3 separate regions of the Mus musculus genome follow, and all the other regions are linked to region 2. The links are chromatin contacts, called in public ChIA-PET and promoter capture Hi-C maps. All regions are on one chromosome and are shown on one strand. The core of a region is the stretch at or near the end of the contact, and the rest is flanking DNA. Distances in the headings are between cores, read along the strand shown. Region 1 overlaps Mgrn1 (mahogunin, ring finger 1). Region 2 holds the start of Pam16 (presequence translocase-asssociated motor 16 homolog (S. cerevisiae)). Region 3 overlaps Adcy9 (adenylate cyclase 9).

Region 1 (3,140 bases), core at 354-2,853, 290 kb before region 2:
CCTCGCCCACCCCAAGACGGCAGCCTGGGATGGAACAGGTCCCAATCTCTCCACAAAAGCCTACTGTCCTGGAACCCCTGGCCCTCACCCTGCACCGGAGAGCAGAGCAGGACTCAGGGATTCACCTGATCCATACCTGTGGGCCATCCCAGGAAACACTCTCAGCTCCTGCTTGTTCCTGTCACAAAGCTTTACAGCCTACCCAGTCTCCAGAACCCTCTTGGTATCTCAGGGGAGCACACGCATTTCCATGTATTCTCACTAAGGAGTTACACAATTCCTTTTGTGTTTGGAAGCAGGATACAGGCAATAGAGGGGGTAGCAGCAGATGGCCATGTGGGCAGTCACAGCATCAGGTTGGGCAGGGACACTGGAACCACTGGAACCATCATCACCCAGGACAGCATTTCCCACAAATTGGGACATAAGAAAGCAAATGACCTTCCTGGGTTACTGCCTTGCTCTGAAATGTGGTCTTGTGTAAGCCTGCACCACTCAGAGAAGCCACTCCAGAATGCTCCTGCTGATGCTGATGTTGGCAGTTTGCTGCCCTCACAAGGTCATAAACTAAGACCAAGGAGAGCCTCTCATACAGGAACTGCTTGTTTAGGTGTTAGTCAGGTAAGCTAGCTACAAGAGCAGAGCTCCACCCACCCCCATGCAAGGCTGGAAGCAGACCAGCAGCAAGCCTGGGTGCACTGGGCTCTCTTGTGCTCCGAGCGGTCTCCAAGCATTCATTCTCTTCTCAGCTACACTCCGCATCCTGGAAGGAGGCAGCTGGGCTGGGTGAACTCCGCACAGAACCAGACAGAACCAGTGGCTGTGGTCCTGTCCTCCCCTCGCTCCATCGCATTCCCATTCTTGCAGAGCTCCCTCTGAGTAGCCCAGGAAAGTGACAGTGGAAGGGGAAACATTCCCACCACCAGAGGGAGCCAGAGGACGCTGCTTGTTTTTTTTATTTTCACATTATATGTGCGTGGGTGTTTGACCTGCAAGTACGTCTGTGCACCACTCGAGTTCCCCAGGGTTACCTCATCATCCTTCCACTCGGAGAAGTCAATCTTGAAAGAAGGCAGGGAGAACTGCTGGCTAACGCCTCTCTTGTAGTGGACGGTCTCAGATTGCAGAGAAGGGTTCTTACAGCTGTACCTGAGAGCAGCAAAGCAGCCACCTGACTCCTGTGGAGCCATGGGCCCCCCACCCAACCTCCCACCTCCTCTGGTACTCCTCTGAACTGGCAGCCATTTGTTCTATAGGGATTGAAAGCTTCAACCATCCCAGATAGAAACAGGAAGCAGCCAAGTGGCCTCCCTCCCACTGCCAGCTCTGCTCACCCGGAGGCTGCCCAGCCATACTAAGTGGCTATTTCTTCCAGGGCCCATGCCAGCCTGATATCTCTGCTGCCTTCTAGTTGGGAAGAACATGCCCACTAGGTGTTTGGTGCATTCGCTTTTTCTGAATGATCACAGTGCAGCACACCCTGTACCAACCCTTCTTCATAGCTGCTTGCTTCTCTTCTCAGGCATTTCCACATAGTGTGAGGCCTTCGCTTCAATGTGAGTCACGTTATGAAATGTCCTGCCCTCCTCCTGAGTATAATGTTTCCTGAACCTCCATGCTGGTGCACTGAAGCTTTGCTCTAGTGACTCAGAGACTAGCTTCCTTCCTGTCTTGCTAGTTCCCGCAATGCTTCAAAGACCAGCCTTCTCCTTATGCAAAAGCGCATCTCATACCTCAGGCTGACCACTAGGAAACGGAGAGCTGAGCTAGTATCCCCATTCATGAATACAAGCCATGGCCCTCGCTGTTCCCACCCTGACCCATGCTTACTGCCCCAGGGCTTCTCTGGGTCTCTAGGACAAAGGCCACACTCAGAGCCAGGGAAACTGGGTGACGTCCCTGCTGTCCTGACTGTCAGTGCCAGTGTGGGAGGGAGCCCCACAGGGAGGTCCAGCCTGGATGTGGTGAAAAGGCCAGCCCAAGACAGGAATCTCAGTACTCTAGCCTTTAATTATATGCTGTGGGACCCCAGAACCACAGAAAGTTAAGGGGGCAGGAAAGGAACAGGAGGGCTTCCTGTCCTGCAGCTCAGGACACAGAATTCCTGCTGGCTGTGTTGAGTCCCAAGCACAGCACCTCAGGCCTGGAGCCTCCTCTTTCTCTGACTTGGTGATCTGGTGATGGTGTCAGGCAAGCCAGTTAACTGGAAGGCAAACAGGCCTCACGCAGGTCTCAGAAAAACGTCTACCAGGACAGAATCTCTGAGAAGCCATGTTTAGCTGGCCATCTATCTAGCCCATCTGGTGGCAGCAGGACCCTGTTCTTACATATCTCATAGAACAAAACAGAACTGTTGATCTGGATGGGCTGGGGTGGGCGCCCACTGCACTGAGGTCCCGCCCACTGCACTGAGGTCCCGCCCACTGCACTGAGGTCCCGCCCACTGCACTGAGGTCCCGCCCACTGCACTGAGGCCCTCACCTCCTCTGGAGCAGCTCCAAAGCACCTGCCCAGAATCCAGGGCTCATCTGCTATGGTAGCTCCTCCCAGGACAACTCAGAAACAGGAGCTCTTCCCAACTGTCATCATACTGGAAGCCCAGAGAGGCTAGCACAGCACACGGGTCATACTGCCTGTAGCAGGTTGGTAGTTCACCCCAGGGCTTGTGCTGGCCACCTGGCTCCTCCCTACTGACAGCCATCACACACTGGAGCGCTGTTACATTACCTCAGGCCACAGTGGAACCTCTAAGAACCACGTGTGAGAAGTCATCATCTTCCTACTTGTGTAGCACCACTCAGGGAGTCAGTTGATGACCCAGTGCCCAGTCCTGAGTCTTACAGGAAAGCCTCGAGTTTTCTTAGCCAGCAGCTAGCTGTGAACAGCTATTCACACAAAGTACCCAAAGCAGCTGAACTCCCCAAATCTCATTGCCGGCTGAGGAAACTCTGGTATAAGACTTTACATACTCTGACCACATAAGCAGGCACAGAGCTGAACAGCACTCACAGTCCTCCTCACTCCCAATTTCACATCTGAGCTTCTCTAAGGCCTTCTCCGATGTCAGAAGGGCCCAGACATGCTCCTACCCATCTGTGCAGCCACTCAGGGCAGGGTTGGGTTTCTTGCTGAGGCAGCCC
Region 2 (3,048 bases), core at 513-3,012:
CAGTGGTGCATAGGAAAGCAATGAGGAAACGGAAAAGGAGCTGACTTGGGCTCATGGCAGGGTCAGGGCCTGAGGGGGAGATGTTTCCGTTCCTAAAGTGAAAACTAAGATCTGCAGGACCCAATGGCAAGCAAATGGAAGGTCAGCACTGTACGCAGGGAAGGGAGAGTGTGGAGGTAGGTTGGGCACTGGTCTAGGTCAGAGGTTCTCAGGCTGTGGGTCACAAACCCTTTTGGGAGGTCAAGTGACCCTTTCACAGGTGGCTTAACATGTTAGAAAACACAGATATTTACATTACGGTCCATAATAGTAGCCACAAAAATAATTTTATAGTTGGGGGTCACCACAACATGAGGAACTATGTTAAAGGGTTAGGAGAGTTGAGAACCACTAGTCTAGAGGCATCTGACTTAAGGCCATTCACCAAACATACATGAGTACCCATGCCAGGCAGCCGTCCCGGTGCTTGATAGCTAGGAGTAAAGGCATAAATGTCCTGCTCACTGTGAGTGCCTACTCTAGTAGGAGACATAGCAATGATAATAAATGTTAAAAAAAAAAAGAAGAATTATGTCATAGAGCAGTGTCTCTCATCCTTCCTAATGCTGCAGCCCTTTGATACAGTTCCTCATGTTGTGAACCCCAATCATAAAAAATACTTTCATTGCTACTTCATAACTGTAGTTTTGGTACTGTTATATATCACAATGTAAATATTTCTGGAGGTAGAAATTTGCCAAAGGAGTTAAGATGCACAAATTGAGAACTAAGGGGAAAAAAGGAAGCATGAAATGATAATGGAGTCACAAGACCATGTGTTGTTCCGATTCTGAGTCTGTGGACTGTTGAGGAGAAACCCAGACACAAAGTACAGATGAGTAGATTTCAAAGTAGGGACGTGCGTGGCTGCTGGGCAAGAACTGGTCTGATCTGGATGTTGGTCATGGCAAAACTGAACTGTACACTCCAAAAGGTGGAACTGCTTGGTGTGTGAATTACGGCTGTCTTGATGGAACTGTCCCAACACACAGACACACAGACCAGAGAAGGTCTTGTGAGGACTTGACGAGAAGCCTTTGCAAACCAAGCAAAGAAGCTTGACTAGAGACCAAACCTGGCATAAAGATTCCAGAAGCAGCTGGGCAGTGGTGGCGCACGCCTTTTGATACCAGCACTCAGGAGGCAGAGACAGGCAGAATGCAATGAATTCAAGGCCAGCCTGGTCTACAGAGTGAGTTCCAGGACAGCCAGAGTTACACAGAGAAACCCTGTCTCAAAAAAAACAAAACAAACAAAAATCAGAAAAGAATAAACTAAGCATCTGATGTTTAAAGGACACCTCAGACCTTTGAAATCAGGACAGCGTGCTGGGCATGCCACTGTAGTAGGGGACTTGGTGGCCCTCACTGAGGAGATGGCATTAGATTACAAAGTTGACTGAACATGGGCAGAAACAGTTCCTCAGGCGTCTAGGAAAGAGCTTCACCAGAAGGGGCAATGTGAAATAAATCCTATTTTGAAATACCTGGTTCTCTTAAATATTCTAGCGATTTTAACATCCAACCCTATTATACTCTGGTTTATTTCATATGATAGCTTCTTCCTAAGTGTTTTGGGAAAATGAAGGGAAGGCCACCAAACTGCACCAAGTCTGGGGCCGCCCACTGGTCCTCTGGCCCCGAGGCAGGCTCCGCCCACATGCGCGGTGCCGCGAGAGTCACGCCTCTGGAAACGCGTCGCGTCCTTGCGCACGCGCTCTCCGGTCTCCCTTGACCTCTGACCCACCAGCAACCCTTGAGCTGGTCCCACTGGGTCGGGAAGCGGCACCCGTCCCCCTAAAGTGGAGCGTCCGCCATGGTGAGGCCCGGGATGGGGTGTTCGGGAAGGGAGGTCAAATCGGAGTCCAGCAGCGGGCTCTGGTCCTGATGCCGTGAGCCCCCCGGGTTCCTCACAGGAAGCAGAGTCTGTAGCGTGGCGCCCGGTCGGTCGTTGGTGCCCGGGCAGTGACGACCGCGGACCGGGGAATCGAGGCTCGGTTGGCGGAAAGCTCCCGGCCAATCCCGGCCTGTGCGTTCCCTGCCTCGGCGTGCGCGGTCCGCTGTGGGCAGTGGGAGGAGACGGTCGTTGACTGGGCCGGCTCCTGAGTGGCAGGACTCGGCGATATTGGTGTTGTGTCGCTTGGCTTTTAACCGCGTTTGACAGTTGGCTCATCCAAGGAAGTGGTAGACCTGAGACTTGCTAGAATTGAAACCAGAAAGGCTGAGCGTTTTGGCACCATTGGCACCTGAAAGTTGCCCGCAGGTTCTTGAGATTTGCCCCTAAGTGATTGGAAGGTTAGGGAAGCCTATTTATCTGTTTGTTTGAGACTAAGTACCACTATGTATATAGATAGTGTGGCTCGCCCGGAACGCCCTATGTGCTCAAGCTGGCTTTAAACTCACTGAGATCCTTTTGTCTCTGCCTCTGGCTCCCAAGGGCTGGCAGTAAAGGTGTGCGCCATCTCACCCAGCTGGGAGCATCTTCCTTGACCATGGGAAAGTAGGTAGTAGTTAACCGCTCACAATGCGTTGTCTGGAGCTGAAGCTTTATGTAGATTGTCATTTAAGCCTTCTCAATCGTCCCCATTTTAATTTAAGGGATTTGAAGCTCAGAGAATTTGACTTTTCCAAGCTCATCTTTCCCACAAGAGTCAGTTTGGCCCCAGCTTTGTTCGTGTTCTGTTCTGAGACTAAACATTTGCCACTATATTATTCCTTGTAATTAGGTCGCTGCCATTTAGTAAGAACCTTTGTTGGTTCCTCGTGGAACTCGGTCTTTAGCGTGCATTCTCCACATTCCACCTTGAACTTACCTCAGCTGCTCGTGTAAGGCTTATACTTGTAAACCCAGCACTTGAAAGGCTGGGCCAGGAAGATCAGGAATTTGTGAGTTCCAGGGCAACTTTAGTACATAGGGCTGAGAGTATAGCTCAGTGTTGCAGTGCTTGCCCACCACAGGTAAAAGGCCTTAAATCCATCCCCAGATGGATTTCTCATCCAAAAGAGGATG
Region 3 (2,751 bases), core at 91-2,590, 320 kb after region 2:
CCTTCTTTCACCACAGCCCCAGGATTGACATTCTGTATCTTCCTCCTGAGACAGGCCTGGGGCACACATGGGAGTCAGCTCATCTGGCTGCAGCCCACTGTGGCTTCTCACCCCATGTTCTTTGGGATAGCCACTTTGGGCCTTCATCTACACATAGGAGCCTTGTCTCCTATTCCTCTGTTGGCTGTAGAGACCTCTGACTGGGGTGGCACCTCTCTGTAGGGCCTACAGGGGTATGGAACTGGTCACGTTCTGGACACATCATGTGATAGCAGTTTCCTTCTCCCAAATTCCCTGGCAATATGCATGTGCCTCTTTAGTAACTACCACACCATGCCCATTTCTTGTGTCTGTCAGTCCACGATCAGGTGCCCGTCCTTTCAAGCTTTGTTTCATGCCCACCCTGCACCCAACCAGCCCAGAGATACACAGGCTTGCTCCCTTAAAAAAAATTACATAGTTTATTTGCTTTTTATTTCACGTTTGCTTTGCCTTCATGTATGTATGTGCACCACACGTGTGCCTGGTGCCTGTAAAGGACAGAAGAGGATATTGGATCCCTGGGGACTGAAGTTATGGATCGTTTTGAACCACCATGCATGTGCTGGAAGTCACACCAGGTCCTCTGGAAGAACAACAGGCACTCTTAACCCCTGAGCCTTCTCTCCAGCCTGGAAGGCTCTCCTAATAAATGTCATATACTCTCATTTCACACACAGAGGCCTTCCTCAGCTGCTGCTGCTGCTTACATATCTACCTGTCTTCTGGTGAAGTTTTCACATCCCTCCGTTCCCTGGAAGCCCCATCACCTCCTGCCTTTCCAGATGTGCCTTTCCAGATGTGTTCTCCTGGGCTCTCAGGAGTGACTGTGTAAATGTGTGTGAGAGTCTTACAACCTCTTGCTATGTGACCCTCGGCAAGTTTCGTAACGGAGATGACCCGTGTGAACCATATGCCTCTGCCTGGTCTGGACACTGTACTCCCTGGCCATCTGCCTGGTCTGGACTTGTCCCTCCACACTGTACTCCCTGGCCATCTGAGGACAGGTCAGCTCATCCCATCCTCTCCTGTTCTAAACAGGTCATAAAGAATTCTCCTGTGAAGACGTTCGCCAGTGCCACCTTCAGCTCCCTTCTGGATGTGTTTCTGTCAACCACCGTGTTCTTGATTCTCTCCATCACCTGCTTCCTAAAGTATGGAGCCACCGCCACCCCTCCCCCACCGGCTGCCCTGGCCGTCTTTGGTGCAGACCTGCTGCTGGAGGTGCTTTCCCTCATAGTGTCCATCAGGTATGCTCCAGTTGGAGAAGTGGCTCCAATGCTTAGCCTCTAGCTCCCTCTTCTGGCTTCATGGTTAAAGGCAAACTGATTAACCAGGTGTTCAATGAGAATAGAACTTCATTCCCTCCCTCTCACCCCATTTCAGGGCACTGACCTTCACCCCACACTGGTGGCACACTAGAGGGTCAGCCGCCCTTCAGCCCAGCTGATGCCAGATCTAAATTAGAGATTAAAAGGAGAAGTGAGGGCTGGAGAGATGGCTCAGCGGTTAAAAGCACTGACTGCTCTTCCAAAGGTCCTGAGTTCAAATCCTAGCAACCACCTGGTGACTCACAACCATCCGTAATGGGATCTGATGCCCTCTTCTGATGTGCATGAAGACAGCTACAGTGTACTTAGATATAATAATAAATAAATCTTTTTTAAAAAAGGAGAAGTGAGAAGTTCAGAAAGAAGAAAGGGGGGAGGAAATGCAAAGGGAGCATATAACAGATGGGAGCAGAGAGCGAGCCTCTGCTAACCTAAGGGTCAGGCTAGCCCAACCAAGGAAGTTGTCAGTTTCCGAGCTTGGAAGGCAGTACTTAGAGATGACAGCAGTGTGTAAGCAACAGGAAGAACAGGGAAGCTGGACCTTGTAGATGTGTACACACGCCGTGGTACATAGACTACTGTCAAAGCAGGCACAGTGGCACAATCCCAGCACGTGGGAGATGGAGGCAGGAGGATCAAGAGTTCAAAGCCACTTTAGTTGTTTAGCAAGTTCAAGGCTACCTGGACTACACAGACCAAAACAAACAAAGATAGCCTAACATGGAAAGAGAAAACCTAAAACAGCGGGGAGGAATATGGATCACATCTGGAACAAGGATCTAATATCCGTAGTGTATCAGGTTGATACTGCTCAGTCATATAAAGACAAGCCAGCCCCCTTCCTTTATTTTTTTAATTGAAAATATTTTTTCATACACTATAGTCTGATCATGGTTCCCACTCCCTCAGCTCCAAGCCTTCTTCCCCTCTCTTTAGAAAACAAACAGACCAAAAAAGGAGGGCTCAAAAAAGAAAGGAAAAGCACTAGAAATATATAAGCATTGAGTTCATTTTGTGCTGGCCATGCACTGCTGGGCATGGGGCTACCCGTAGGTGTGGTTTATGGACCTAGTGAGACTCCATCGGAGAAAACAATGTTCCCTTTGCAAACCGCTGTCAACTGCAGAGAGCTTCTTGATTAGATGGGAGCTCTTGTCCACTTCCCCTCTCAGATTTGGGACCCCATCTGACTTGGACATGCGCAGGCCCTGCCATCATCATCTCTGTGAGTTCATGTGTGCGTCGGTCCTGTTGGCTCTGGAATCGTCCATTCCCTCTGAATCTTACAGTCTTCCCACCCTGTCTTCTACACAGCTCCCTGACCCTGATGAAGGCTTTCATAAAGACATCCCATTTAGGACTGAGTGCTTTGAGGTCTCTG

What was found. Promoter capture Hi-C pulls out the DNA fragments that hold promoters and counts their contacts. ChIA-PET counts read pairs in DNA pulled down with a chosen protein or histone mark.
Region 1: a contact with region 2 is called in an RNA polymerase II ChIA-PET map of effector CD8 T cells, with 11 read pairs. The contact joins the enhancer-like site here to the promoter of Pam16 in region 2. A contact is called at or near these places in 8 of 39 promoter capture datasets (the C10 cell line, the HPC-7 cell line, cranial neural crest and 4 more), 1 of 15 datasets of contacts at CTCF or cohesin (large pre-B cells), 11 of 484 Hi-C or Micro-C datasets (B cells, CD4 T cells, the G1E-ER4 cell line and 7 more), 3 of 115 datasets of contacts at active chromatin or transcription factors (effector CD8 T cells, memory CD8 T cells and microglia) and 3 of 9 other capture datasets (adipose tissue, embryonic stem cells and liver).
Region 3: a promoter capture Hi-C map of liver shows a contact between it and region 2, with 4 times the contacts expected there. The contact joins the enhancer-like site here to the promoter of Pam16 in region 2. A contact is called at or near these places in 17 of 39 promoter capture datasets (the 3T3-L1 cell line, 3T3-L1-derived adipocytes, the C10 cell line and 8 more), 3 of 15 datasets of contacts at CTCF or cohesin (the NIH/3T3 cell line, embryonic stem cells and large pre-B cells), 76 of 484 Hi-C or Micro-C datasets (the AML12 cell line, B cells, the C2C12 cell line and 51 more), 9 of 115 datasets of contacts at active chromatin or transcription factors (bone marrow-derived dendritic cells, embryonic midbrain, embryonic stem cells and 3 more) and 5 of 9 other capture datasets (adipose tissue, embryonic stem cells, liver and 2 more).

The regions. Positions count from the first base shown.
Region 1 is chr16:4,911,699-4,914,838 of GRCm38.p6, reverse strand. It overlaps Mgrn1 (mahogunin, ring finger 1), which reads right to left. Exons shown (of 17, transcript NM_029657.4): 5 at 1,032-1,149. Among named protein-coding and RNA genes, the nearest start is that of Nudt16l1, 26 kb to the left of the region's middle. Within about 2 kb of position 1,603, at least 249 of the 459 cell types and tissues checked have an H3K27ac peak or open chromatin away from gene starts, as enhancers often do. A contact at or near this core is called in B cells, the G1E-ER4 cell line, the HPC-7 cell line and 11 more, where this site is marked.
Region 2 is chr16:4,623,660-4,626,707 of GRCm38.p6, reverse strand. Pam16 (presequence translocase-asssociated motor 16 homolog (S. cerevisiae)) reads left to right here and starts at 1,762. Exons shown (of 5, transcript NM_025571.1): 1 at 1,762-1,857. The coding sequence starts at 1,855. It also overlaps a transcript of Glis2 not described here.
Region 3 is chr16:4,302,915-4,305,665 of GRCm38.p6, reverse strand. Adcy9 (adenylate cyclase 9) reads left to right here. Exons shown (of 11, transcript NM_009624.3): 7 at 1,081-1,289. Among named protein-coding and RNA genes, the nearest start is that of Gm36359, 20 kb to the right of the region's middle. Within about 2 kb of position 1,340, at least 5 of the 459 cell types and tissues checked have an H3K27ac peak or open chromatin away from gene starts, as enhancers often do. A contact at or near this core is called in bone marrow-derived macrophages and liver, where this site is marked.